2 separate regions of the Gossypium hirsutum genome follow, and region 1 is linked to region 2. Evidence: chromatin contacts called from public Hi-C data. All regions are on one chromosome and are shown on one strand. The core of a region is the stretch at or near the end of the contact, and the rest is flanking DNA. Distances in the headings are between cores, read along the strand shown. Region 1 has its middle 21 kb from the start of LOC107899686. Region 2 holds the start of LOC107899735 (GPI-anchored hemophore cfmA).

Evidence for each region. Hi-C and Micro-C count contacts between places; a contact is called where the count stands out from the background.
Region 1: a Hi-C map of leaf shows a contact between it and region 2, with 3 times the contacts expected there. The contact joins the enhancer-like site here to the promoter of LOC107899735 in region 2. A contact is called at or near these places in 3 of 34 Hi-C or Micro-C datasets (hypocotyl and leaf).

Annotation. Positions count from the first base shown.
Region 1 is chrD04:21,603,103-21,608,814 of Gossypium_hirsutum_v2.1, reverse strand. No RefSeq gene overlaps it. Among protein-coding and RNA genes, the nearest start is that of LOC107899686, 21 kb to the left of the region's middle. Within about 2 kb of position 4,069, at least 3 of the 9 cell types and tissues checked have an H3K27ac peak or open chromatin away from gene starts, as enhancers often do. A contact at or near this core is called in hypocotyl and leaf, where this site is marked.
Region 2 is chrD04:21,389,878-21,395,764 of Gossypium_hirsutum_v2.1, reverse strand. It overlaps LOC107899735 (GPI-anchored hemophore cfmA), which reads right to left and starts at 2,356. Exons shown (of 1, transcript XM_016825520.2): 1 at 1,708-2,356. The coding sequence starts at 2,255. The coding sequence ends at 1,917.

The DNA.
Region 1 (5,712 bases), core at 2,820-5,319, 210 kb before region 2:
AGTAATTATAGAGCTCACTTTTATGTTTCATAGCTCAAGTGCCAATTTATCTATAAACATGTTTTTAAGTATTGTGATATATGCTTGAATGTTGTTTGATTATATGAGTATTGTGATATATGCTTGAATGTTATGTGATGAAATGTGTAATGTGATATATGTTTAAAAGTGAATATGATTACCATGTAAATGAGCTAGTAAATAATACACAAGTAAGTATAATATGACATTAGAGTTGGAACTATTGAGGTTGTAATATACGATTGTTTCGTTAATGCTTGATGAATTGTTTGTATGGTAGTTGTTCTAGGCATTCACTGAGCTTGTTAAGCTCACTCCTTTTAAACCCTTGTAGAGTAGTTAATTGTCAGTGTGAGCGATGTGGTTTTGAGGGGTGATTCCAAGCAAGTCCATTTCCCTGATTTCATAGGTGTTATTGTTATTTGTTTATGTTTTGGGAATAAGGCAATGTGGTCGACTTTTACTGATATTTGTCATGATGTTTTGGATGCTTCCATAGACTATATGCTCCTAAGTTTATGAGATACATTTCACATTATGTTGATTATAGCTCGAACTTACTTTCGATGTTTGAGACTGTTATTATGACCTTTTTGATGTTTATTTGATGATAATATGATAGCATGATGAATTGGTACAAGTTGGAATGACTTATATGCTTAAAAATGTTGCATTTTTCTGGTCTGAAGTAGAGGTATCGATATTCTTGTTGTGAAAATGATACCTCTGTGATTTTGAAATGTGCAGAAAGTCAGAATCGTAAATTGGTATCGATACCCTATCTCGAGGTAGTTTTATCAATACTTTTTCAATTGTACTGATATTTTATTGTGTTTTGATTTTAGGCGAGAAACAAAATGTTGATTTGGTACTGATTTTCCATACTGTATCAATATCGTGCAAGGAAAATATCATACCCATGTTCTAGTATCGATACCTACGTGATTGTATTTGAAATTTTGCTAAATTATCCTAATGCATGTTCAATTATTACTATAAGTTTATTTAAAGTATGTTTTGTAGGTTCAAACGATGATTGATATATGTTTGACTAAAAATTTATAAGATCACCGATAAAGAGGATGATTTCTTAATAATGTGACAATTTACTATGAGGATGACATGAGACGGTAGTATGGCATCTTGATATTCCAGCTTGACGGCTAGGCCGGGTATAGGGTGTTACAATATTCATTTTCGAATCTTAACCTAAAAATTGTAAATAGACATTGGAACCAAGGTTGTAAAAATTATTCACCAGTTTGTACGAGTTTTTAATAGTAGTTAGATTTTCAAACTTTAAGTTCTGAAAGTGTGTAATTAAATCAGAAACAAAAGAATCGATTAAGTCATTCAGGTTAATGTAGCATCTGTTACCCCAACCTGGCGATCGGGTCGGGTAAGGTGTTACACATTGGGCCTTCATAGTCGTGATGTCACTCACTGAGTGTCCCCAAAACACTTCAAAAATACTCTAAAACATCCTAAAATAACATCAAATCATATTTCATGGTTCGAAAGTATTTAAAAACATTTCTAAATCATATTTAAACATAATTCCAAGTGATAAACATGTTCAAACCAATTTATAATTCAAAAACTTGTCTTAACCTTTTAAAGAGGTTACAATAACATTTTATTTTACAAATCCAAACACTTATAAACACTTATGATAGTCTAAGTATCTATGTACATGCTAATAACCTATACAAATATCATTTAATAATTAAATAATAACCTTAAAAACTTAATTGGGTGATGCGATGGTCATGAATGAAGCTTCAAGCTTCTTGTACGAGGTCTTTTAGGTATGCATTTTAAACAACTAACACATGATCTTTAAAAGCCCAGTAAGTAGCCAAGGGAAGCCTACTTGTACTATTCCTTATGAATGTTGAGCCCTTTTAAGCATGTCATTAAGATTCATTTAAGCTAAATTGTAGTGTCACTAATCAATTCATTTAAATTAATCGAATTATGGGGCTCAACTTGCATTTTAATGATTCATTAGAAATAGCTTATGAAATGTTCGTATGGGGATTACTCTCCCTTATACTTCTTTAAACTGTTGTTTCTTAGCTTTTCAAAACATGAATATACATTTATTTCTCATTTATTGTGCTTATTTTATATTGGAGCCATCCATTTCATTTTCATTTCCTTAACTAGGACATACACTTTTATAGTACCTTATTAGTTTAAATTCTCATTTGCTTATTTGTTTATTTACCCTATTTTCATCCATTGCAGTTAGAAGACATTTTGTTCATGACCCTTAGTCTTGCTTTTAATCATCTATAGTCACATTTAAATTTTATTATCAACATTTGATCCATTTTCTCCCATAGTGAACTCTAGTAAAATTGACTTGGATAAACGGGACTCCTCGACCACACCAATGAGCACCGAAGTGCTAAACTGTAAAATAGCGTAGAACATCACTCCACCATACCAAAGAGCTCATAAGAGCATAAGCTACACCACACCAAGATGCACATAATTGCAAGGCCAGAAGGCAATATAAATGGCGTATAAGTGCAAAACCTCCAGCATAACTCCAACACGCTATAGCCCTAAATTAGCATGTCAACCATATCCTAACATTTCACTAAGTTTACTAGGGCACATTTCAATTATAATGACATATATCCGTCTAGGCCATTTACACATACATTTTTTTTGATAAAAAAGACCCGAGGGTCAACCTCAATTTATAGCATCATTTAAAACAATCTCATGAATTTTCGACGGATAATCCATTTTAAAATCCTTGGTTCAATAATTTGTTTTGGCCCAACTACAATGATAATCTACTACTTTATTATAGTAGTGTGGAGCCCAGTTAAAATTGAAATAATTAAAAGATTGGATTTGCCTCTGGATCTCCTGCATGCAATGGCCCAACATAGTCAAATAAAAGTTCCTTTTGTTGAAGCGATTAACAAGGCTGGCACAGTCTGACTCTAGCGCCAAATAATTCCAATTATTTGACCGGGCAACGTTTATGCTTTCTTCCATAGTCTGCAATTCGGCCCATTCAATTTGTATCTCCTTATTCACCCCACCCGCCTACCTCGAACAAAGCCATCAGAATTCCATGCAACCAGCTCGTAGCATGCTTTCTTGCCATGAACAGAGGCATCAAAGTTAATCTTAACCACCCCTGAGGCAGTTTCTGCCATACTTTCCTTGGTAACAACAGGTCCTCGAGCAGATTAAAAATTCGAAAATCCCTACTCAAAGCCGCCGCTCTCTCCCAGGTCACTTTTGCACCTTCCTCAACCCCCTTAAAGATACGATTATTTCTGCTATTCCAAACATTCTAGAGGACATAGATGAAGTCTGAGACCGCCTTATTATCCAACCCTCTTGCCACATCTTCAATCCAATCAATGCACCGAGAGTAATTCCTGACCAGAAACTTATTATTTAGCCCACCATACTCAAGCACTTGACGAGCCTTCAGACAGTCTTTCATCACGTGAATAAGGGTTTCCCTATCTTTGCCGCATCTCAGACAGGTATCGTTAAAACTGCTACGGAAGCTAGAGATTTTGTTGTACGTAAGGAAAATATTATGGCCTAGTGTCCAACAAAAAATACAGATTTTCGGTAGGGTCTTTAATTTCCAAATGATTCTCCAGAAGATCCTATGTGGGTCGAATCCTACCTGTTTAAGAATCAGCCACGAGTAAGCAGACTTTGAAGAAAACGCACCATGAGGGTTATGGAACCAAGTACGTCAGTCTTCAGGACCATTATGAAGGATGGGAATATTGCAAATTTGGTCCCTCAAATTTTCACCATAGATATCCAAGACCATTTTCTTGTCCCAGCCATCCTTGCTTTCGTTGAAGAAATCACAAACATTTTCCTCTTTGACCAGCCTTTTGTCAAGGCAAATGGAATTACCCGACAGGCCTTCAAAACCCTAGTTATCGTGCCACACTTTAATACTTTTGTTGTTAGCAACAGTCCAACCAAAGCCCTCATAAAGGCCTTAGCAGCCTTAGCTATACTCTGCCACGTGTATGAAGGCTTGTCCTTACTTTTAGGGTGGAAGACATCACCATCAGGAAATTACTTTGCACTTAAGACTTTATAGCACAGTGTATCCCTACAGTTGATGAGACGCCACACCTGTCTGCCAAAAAGAGCAACGTGGAATAGCTGGAACTCCCTAAAGCCAAGGCCACCCATACCTTTCGAGTAACACAACCAATCACAAGACAGCATGTTCTAGCCCCTTTTTCTCTTCCCACCTCCCCTCACCAAACACGACTTGTCATGGATTGAATCTCCTCAAGTACCCCCTTAGGAGCCATAAAGACCAAAAAAGCATAAGTAGGAATCGCTTGGATAATAGAATTAATAAAAATATCCTTGCCTCCATTTGACAATAGGCGTTTCGACCCGCTGTTGATTTTGCTCGCTATACGATCCAGAATATTCTGAAAAATGCTTGATCTTTTTTAGCAACTAGGATGGGAAGGCCAAGGTAGCCATCGAGTTTGTCCACCACTTTCATTTTTAGTAATCCCCCAAAAGTCACACATTGAGGCACTGTAGTGTTGGGGCTAAAATACACCATTGACTTTTCCAGATTAATGCTCTGGCCCGACATCCTTGTAAAATTGTCCAAGATTCTCATGAAAGCTTCCACTTCATTGCATTGGTTTCTGACAAACAAGAGAAAATCATCAGTAAAGAAAAGGTGGTTAATTCTAGGGCCATCCTCACTCGCATGGATACCCTTAATTTTATTGTTCCCTTGGGCATTAAGCAGCATGCGAGAAAAGACATCCATACAGAGAAGAAATAAGTAAGGGGATAGGGGGTCCCCTTCGCGAAGACCCCTTTTCGGAATAATGATATCAGTAAGGTTCATATTGCATTTGACTCAATACCGAACCGTACAAACACAATTCATGATTTTTTAACCCAATCTCTAGAGAAGCCCATTTTTATCATCACGTTTTCAAAGAAGCTCCATTCCACCTGGTCATATGCTTTGCTCATATCGAGCTTGATCACACAACCCTTGTTAGGGCCATTTTTAGAGCTACGAAGGTAGTGCATAAGTTAATGAGCAACAAGGACGTTGTCGTGGATCATCCGGCCGGGAGCGAAGGCGCTTTGATTTTGGATGATACAATGGGGAAGCACATTTTTTAGCCGATTAGCCAAGGTTTTGGAGATGATCTTATAGATGACCCTACACAAGCTTATCGGGAAAAAGTTTGTCATCTCACAGGGGTTCTTAATCTTAGGGATCATGACTAGTAAAGTATCATTAATGCACTCTATGTTCTTATTTCCTTTTAGGATATCCCGACACATCCTTAAAACATCACAACCCACAGTCAACCAATGCTCTTTGAAGAAGCTCCTAGACAACCCATCAATCCTCAGGGCTTTTCGGGGATCCATTTGCTTGACGGTCGCCATAATTTCATCATCGGTAAACTCACTGTTTAAATAACTATTCATGTTTTCGGTAATACACCCCGGAACAAAATACAGATCGACAGCCTCATTCGGCTATTATTCATCTTGTTCAAAATATCGGTATTCTTGTCAGTCCAAATGCGAGTAATAATATCCTTAGCCTCCTACTCCTTAGCCCAACAGACATTATACTTAAACTATGACCTGTAGTCGCTCCCTTTCTCCCCTGGCTTATTACCAAGC
Region 2 (5,887 bases), core at 1,107-3,606:
CCCTAAAATCCTAATGTACAGTTAATTACAACACTTGGAACGCGTTAATCTTCCTAATTGGTTTAATCTGTTTAGTCGTTTGTTTATTTTATTATTTATTTAATTTAATTATTTAATTTTCATTACTCATCTATTTTATGATCTGTCATGATATAGGATTTAATTATTACTATTTAGACTTATTATTGTAAAGAGATTTTCAATAGATTTATTCCATCATCCCTGGGTATGATCCTCGGAATACTTTCCGGTATTCCGTTGTAACACGAATACTATATTAGAATTTAACTCGTATTCTTAGAGACACCGCCAATTTAATTTCATATATTTTTAGTGTGATATTTATACTATAAACGATAACACGTTTATAGGCGGTCAAGTTGTTAGCGCCATTGCCAGGGAGGTTTCGACATTAGATCTAGGAAATATCTTTACGAATAATAAGATAAATAAGAATGTTAAAGACTATAGATACAATATTTTTATTTCTTTTATTTTTAATTTTTATTTGTTAATTTTTAATTTTCGAATTGTTTATGACGCTAAGGTCCAGCATAACATCCGAACAACAATGTCTAATAAAGAATTGAAAGTGAGGGTGGAAGTGATGTGCACACGATCCATTCCACATAATTGCAATCGCATGAGTGATGAATGTAAATGAACTTATAAAGTTTATTTGGATCGTTGATTATACAGCTATAGAAAACATGTTTAATCACTTTGCCGTGAGGTGGTTGTTCACTATTGCATACTTTGCCTTTGTTTGAGAAGGGGCATGTCTTCTATCGGTATTTGGATCATGTTTTTTGTTTATATTTTTCTAGATCAATCTAGGCTTATTCTATGTTTTGGTTCCTTCATCCATCTACTGAACCTTTTATATGATCTGATTATTTTACCGTTCGAGTGTGAAATGAAATGATAATTCAATGTTGCAATTATATAATTATTTAATTTAACGTGTGTTAATAGGATTTCTTCAAGGCATGGATAGAATTCGTTTTAAAATAATGTCATTTAAGCCATCTCTTAATTTGCCTATTTCTAATAGCAGTCTTGGACCATTTTTAAGGACTCATTCGATATTTAGAACATTACTTTTTCAATATTTCTTACAAAATTCAATTATTAACAAGAAAATAAGCTTCTCTAGTTAGAACTAAAGAGATTTTATCTAACCAACAAAAACTTGAAAAAAGTGAAAGTGGATTTTTTTCTCTAGATACTTGGACAAAGTTTGAATTTTAAAATTCTTATTATTGGAATGATTTTATCTAAATACTATCTTGATTCGAATAGGACTAGGCTTACCTCGTAAAATAGATGAGTACACTTGTGAACTCAACGTTTTTAAGATGGGACCGGTGATGAAATCTGTTAGGCTATTGATTCGACCAGTTTAACTAATCTATTTGATTTGATAAAATAAATTATTAAAAATTCAATAAATTTTGACTCAATCATCCAATTCAATTGGTTTTTTGTCCAGTTTAACTAATACATACCGATTCTCCAGTCTTCCTATTCAAGCAACAATTATACCAAAAATAAAAATAATAAAATTAAAAAAAGATTTTAAGTGAAAATTTCCTTATTTTTCCTTTCAAACAGAGGGATTTTGAATGCTGCTTATATGTTCAACGTTTTGTCATTCAGTGATAGACTTCGAATGTTTATTGAGTTTTTCCCCATATAGACAATTAATTTTGATAATATAAACTGTAGTTTTTTCTTTTCAGTAGCACTTGAAGGTTTTTGACAAAACACTCTGACAAAAGCACACAGAAAATAAATTAACCATTTATATAAAAACGTTGAGGACTGAAAACCTTTGCAGGCTTTCGTGCTGATTATTATTGTCGTTATTATTATTTATTTTTTGTTTCCAGATCTTCCATTTGTGGATCTAGAATCTAGCCTCTTCCACCTGACCCAGCTCTCGACCCAGCTCTCGACCCGGCTGATGAACCTGCTTCTGACCCTGCCCCAGAGCCTGAACCCGAAGAACTTGATGAAGAAGATGAGCTAGAACTAGAACTGGACCGAGAACCAGAACCAGAGCCAGCACCAGCACCAGCTCCAGAGCCTGAACCATTTCCACCAAGCCCAAGACCAAGCCCAATACCCAAACCAACCCCAATTCCTCCCAGGTCTATACCCAGGTCTTTCCTTGCCACTCGGCTTTCAGAAACAGTGGCACAGGTTGAGACTAGCAATGCAACAAGTAATAAACACTTCCAAAATTCAGCCATTGTTTTCAGGCACCCAGCCCTGGATTAGCAAGAATAATCGAACAAGCTTGGAAAAAATAGATGATGGATTTGTAGGCGAGAGGAAGAATGGAGGCATACCGCTAACTGAGTAGCTATTTATAATGAAGTTTGCACTTTGCAGTAGATGTGATTTTAGCATGGATTTTATCTCGGATGTGATTCTAATAGTTTCATGTTTATCATAATTATAAATTTAATATTTTTTTTACTACATAAATCCTAACGTGTATACTGTAGCAATTAGGGGGAAGTGATGTGGACGATTTTCTGGAATCCGATTGAACCAAAGTTTCTGGTGGGTGAGACTGATAGCACTGACAGTAGTGCGAATCCTTCTAGTCTCAAGTTTGAACGCTATCATGCGAAGATGGTTGCGGTGCCGACCCATAAAATACATCCCCACTAACTATATAGTGGGGAATGATTAGCTTGTAATTTGTGTACGGCTAGCTTTATATAATGATATTAGAATACCATATTGGAGGTAGGGATAAAAAGAATTCAAGCTATATCTTGGTGTTAAGTTTGAAATTTTAATTAAAATTTTTGAAGGTTTTAATGATAACTTTTAAAATTTTTTATAGTTTTAATTAAAAATTTTAAAAATTTTAGAGATTTATGAAAGTTAAAAAAAATTTAATTCAAATTCAATTTTTTAATTGTTTTTAAATTTTAATAAATAATTTTAAAATTTTGAACCCTAACTAAAATTTTAAAAGTATAATTAAAATTTTCAAAAAATTTAAGGAGGTAAAGCCCATAAGCCCTATTACGTATCTTACTCCAATCAAAAGACATGATGGAAGTTTTAATCACTGCTTTTCTCAAATGTCATCCATATTAGAGAGAACTTATATAACTAAAAGTGATTATCTTCAAACAACTTAATCAATGGGTGATTTCTATGTTTACTATGATAAAAATGTCATATTTTTAGAAAAGTAAATTTCTGTCCAGAATTACTTCCCATATGTTTGAACATAATTCTTTTCATTAAAAGTGAGAAAGTAATCTTTTAAAATACACTTTTGAAACCATCTTTTTCCTTATTTATTTATTTTCATTATCTTATTCAATACTTTTAACTAAAAATTCATAAAATATTTAAGTTTAAATTTACTTTAATGTTATAAACATTATAGGTGATTGTGGAAATCTGTAATGTCTCTAATTTATTATATTTAAGAATTTTAAAAGTAGATAAAATAGGAAATTATGAATGTTAGTATAGAAAATAGTTAGATTCAATAGGAAATTAAAAATACTCTAGAAATAAGGGAAATAAATCTAGGGTATTAACTAAATTGTAAGAGAATAAAAAGTATTGGGGTAAAAATAAGAAAATTAAAAATTTGAAGTGATTGCATTGAATTGAAGGAAAAATAAGGAAGGGCTAGAAGTGAAAATTTACCAAAATAAAATATGATTCATGGATAGTATTATAGATAAATTTGGAGGGTTAAAGGTAATTACTCAAATCGGATAATTATGAAAAATGTAATGATTAAAGATCAAATTGTGTAAAAATGTGATTGGTAGACAATTTTAATAATTATCATTTTAATTACTAAATTAATTAGATATTTTTGATAGAAAAGTTGAGAAAGATGAAGAATTCATTCATATTTCCCTAACCTCCCACGCCATCATCATTTCTCCATCCTTTCAATTTTTTACTTTCATTACAAATAGATCATTTCCACCATTTTCAAGGCTTTCTAAGCTTAATTCCTTCAATTTCTTTCATGAATCTTTATTAAAATCATTATAGAAGCTTGTTAGCCACCTTGATTTCATGAAAAGAGCATCAATAGTAGTCTTGGAGGAGAAAGAGAAAAAAAGAATTAAGATTTTATTACAAATGATTAAGAGAAAGAGAAGAAATGTAAAAGTCTATTTTTTAGTGGTGTTGAAAGCAATAGTTTTGGGGTCACAATTTCGGCGAGTGAGTACATAAATATTATTTATTAATATTGTAACAACCCAATTTTAGTGGTGTCAGAAATAGTGGTTTCGTGACCACGACTTCGACAAGTGAGTTATTATTTTAATATTTATTTAATGTCTATAGAGTTATTTTAAGGTTATATTAAATTTTTGTTATGAAATTTTGAGGTTAGAATGGTTAATTAGGTAAAAACAACTAAATTGAAAAAGATGCAAAAGTTGAATTCTATTAGTTAAGTGGATTAAATAGCTTTAACAAGGTGAGTTAATGGAATTATTTAGTCATTATGCCATATATAAATATGGTGCACAATGATGGGCATGATTTAGTTATTTTATAAGTTTATATTATAAGGATAAATTAGTAATTTAATAAATAAATGCTTAAACAAGAAAGAATTAGCTATCATTTTTTTCTCATTTTCACTTTGTTATTGTCGAAACCCTATTGTTGAGTTAAGAAATATTCGGCCAAGCTTCTTTTGACGCATGGTATGTGATTTTGATTTTGTTTTAATAATTTTTACGTTTACGAGTTCGTTTTAACTTAATTTACTTAGCCCAGGGGTTAATTTGCAAAATTGTTAAAGGTTGAGGGATATCCTATGAATGAAATTGATGAGTTTTTGAAGTTGATTGATAGAATGTTAAGGTTGATTCTTGAGTAAGCTTATTTTGCTAGGTGATTTTTAGTGAATTTAGGGTTTAAGGACTTATTCATGAAAATAGTAAAAATTTCAAGGTAACATTATGAAATGGTGATTTTAGTGGGTTGATATGGGTCCCTAAGAAGTTTGGCTAACATGTATTGAGGATTAAAATAGTTAAATTTCAAGTTATGAGCTTAAGGACTAAATTGTGAAAAAGTTAAAATAGGAGGGGTAATTTTGTAATTCATGATAATATGAATTATAGATTGAATTGAATGCTTGAGGTTAATTGAAGTACTTAATTGAATGAAACTATTTATTTAGATCAAGATAAACAACAACCGAACTTAAATCGAGGAAAGGCAAAAGCTTTGGATTAGTCTCCAAGTCTACTTCTACGATTATAGTTACCGAGGTAAGTTCGTATGAATTATAATCTTACTAAATATAGTTTGATTGATTATCTGTTATATTATGTTAGTTATAAACAAACTCAAAATATATACATATATCAACATTTTGAGTAATTGACGGATAAATAGTCTCGTTTGAACCTTAAGGATTCTTAGGATACAAATGACATGTCATTAGGGATTTCATGTTTTGGGTGCTAGTCTTGAATGTCCTGTCAATGGCTGAGGTCCTGCATTTATTTTGGATTCTCCACAGCTCGTGTGAGCAACATCGTGTAGCTAACATTTCGACCCACAGCTCATGGAAGTAGACTCATTTCACAGCTCGTGTGAGCACTATTGAAAAGGAAAGGTTATGGTTATATGGAAAGACACACTATGTGTGAGCATTCCCAGGTATCCAATGTAATTCTAGATGGTTCAACGAGTAAGTAAAGATAATTGGCAAGGCATGTGGTAAAATGGATAATTGCTCCTAAACTTGTTAATGGTAAATTTAGATGAATGCAAATGAATTGAAAGGAATTAAATGATTATGTGATGAATGTTATGTTCATGAAGATTCATTTGTGAAATGGTTGATTTTCTATATGTATTATAC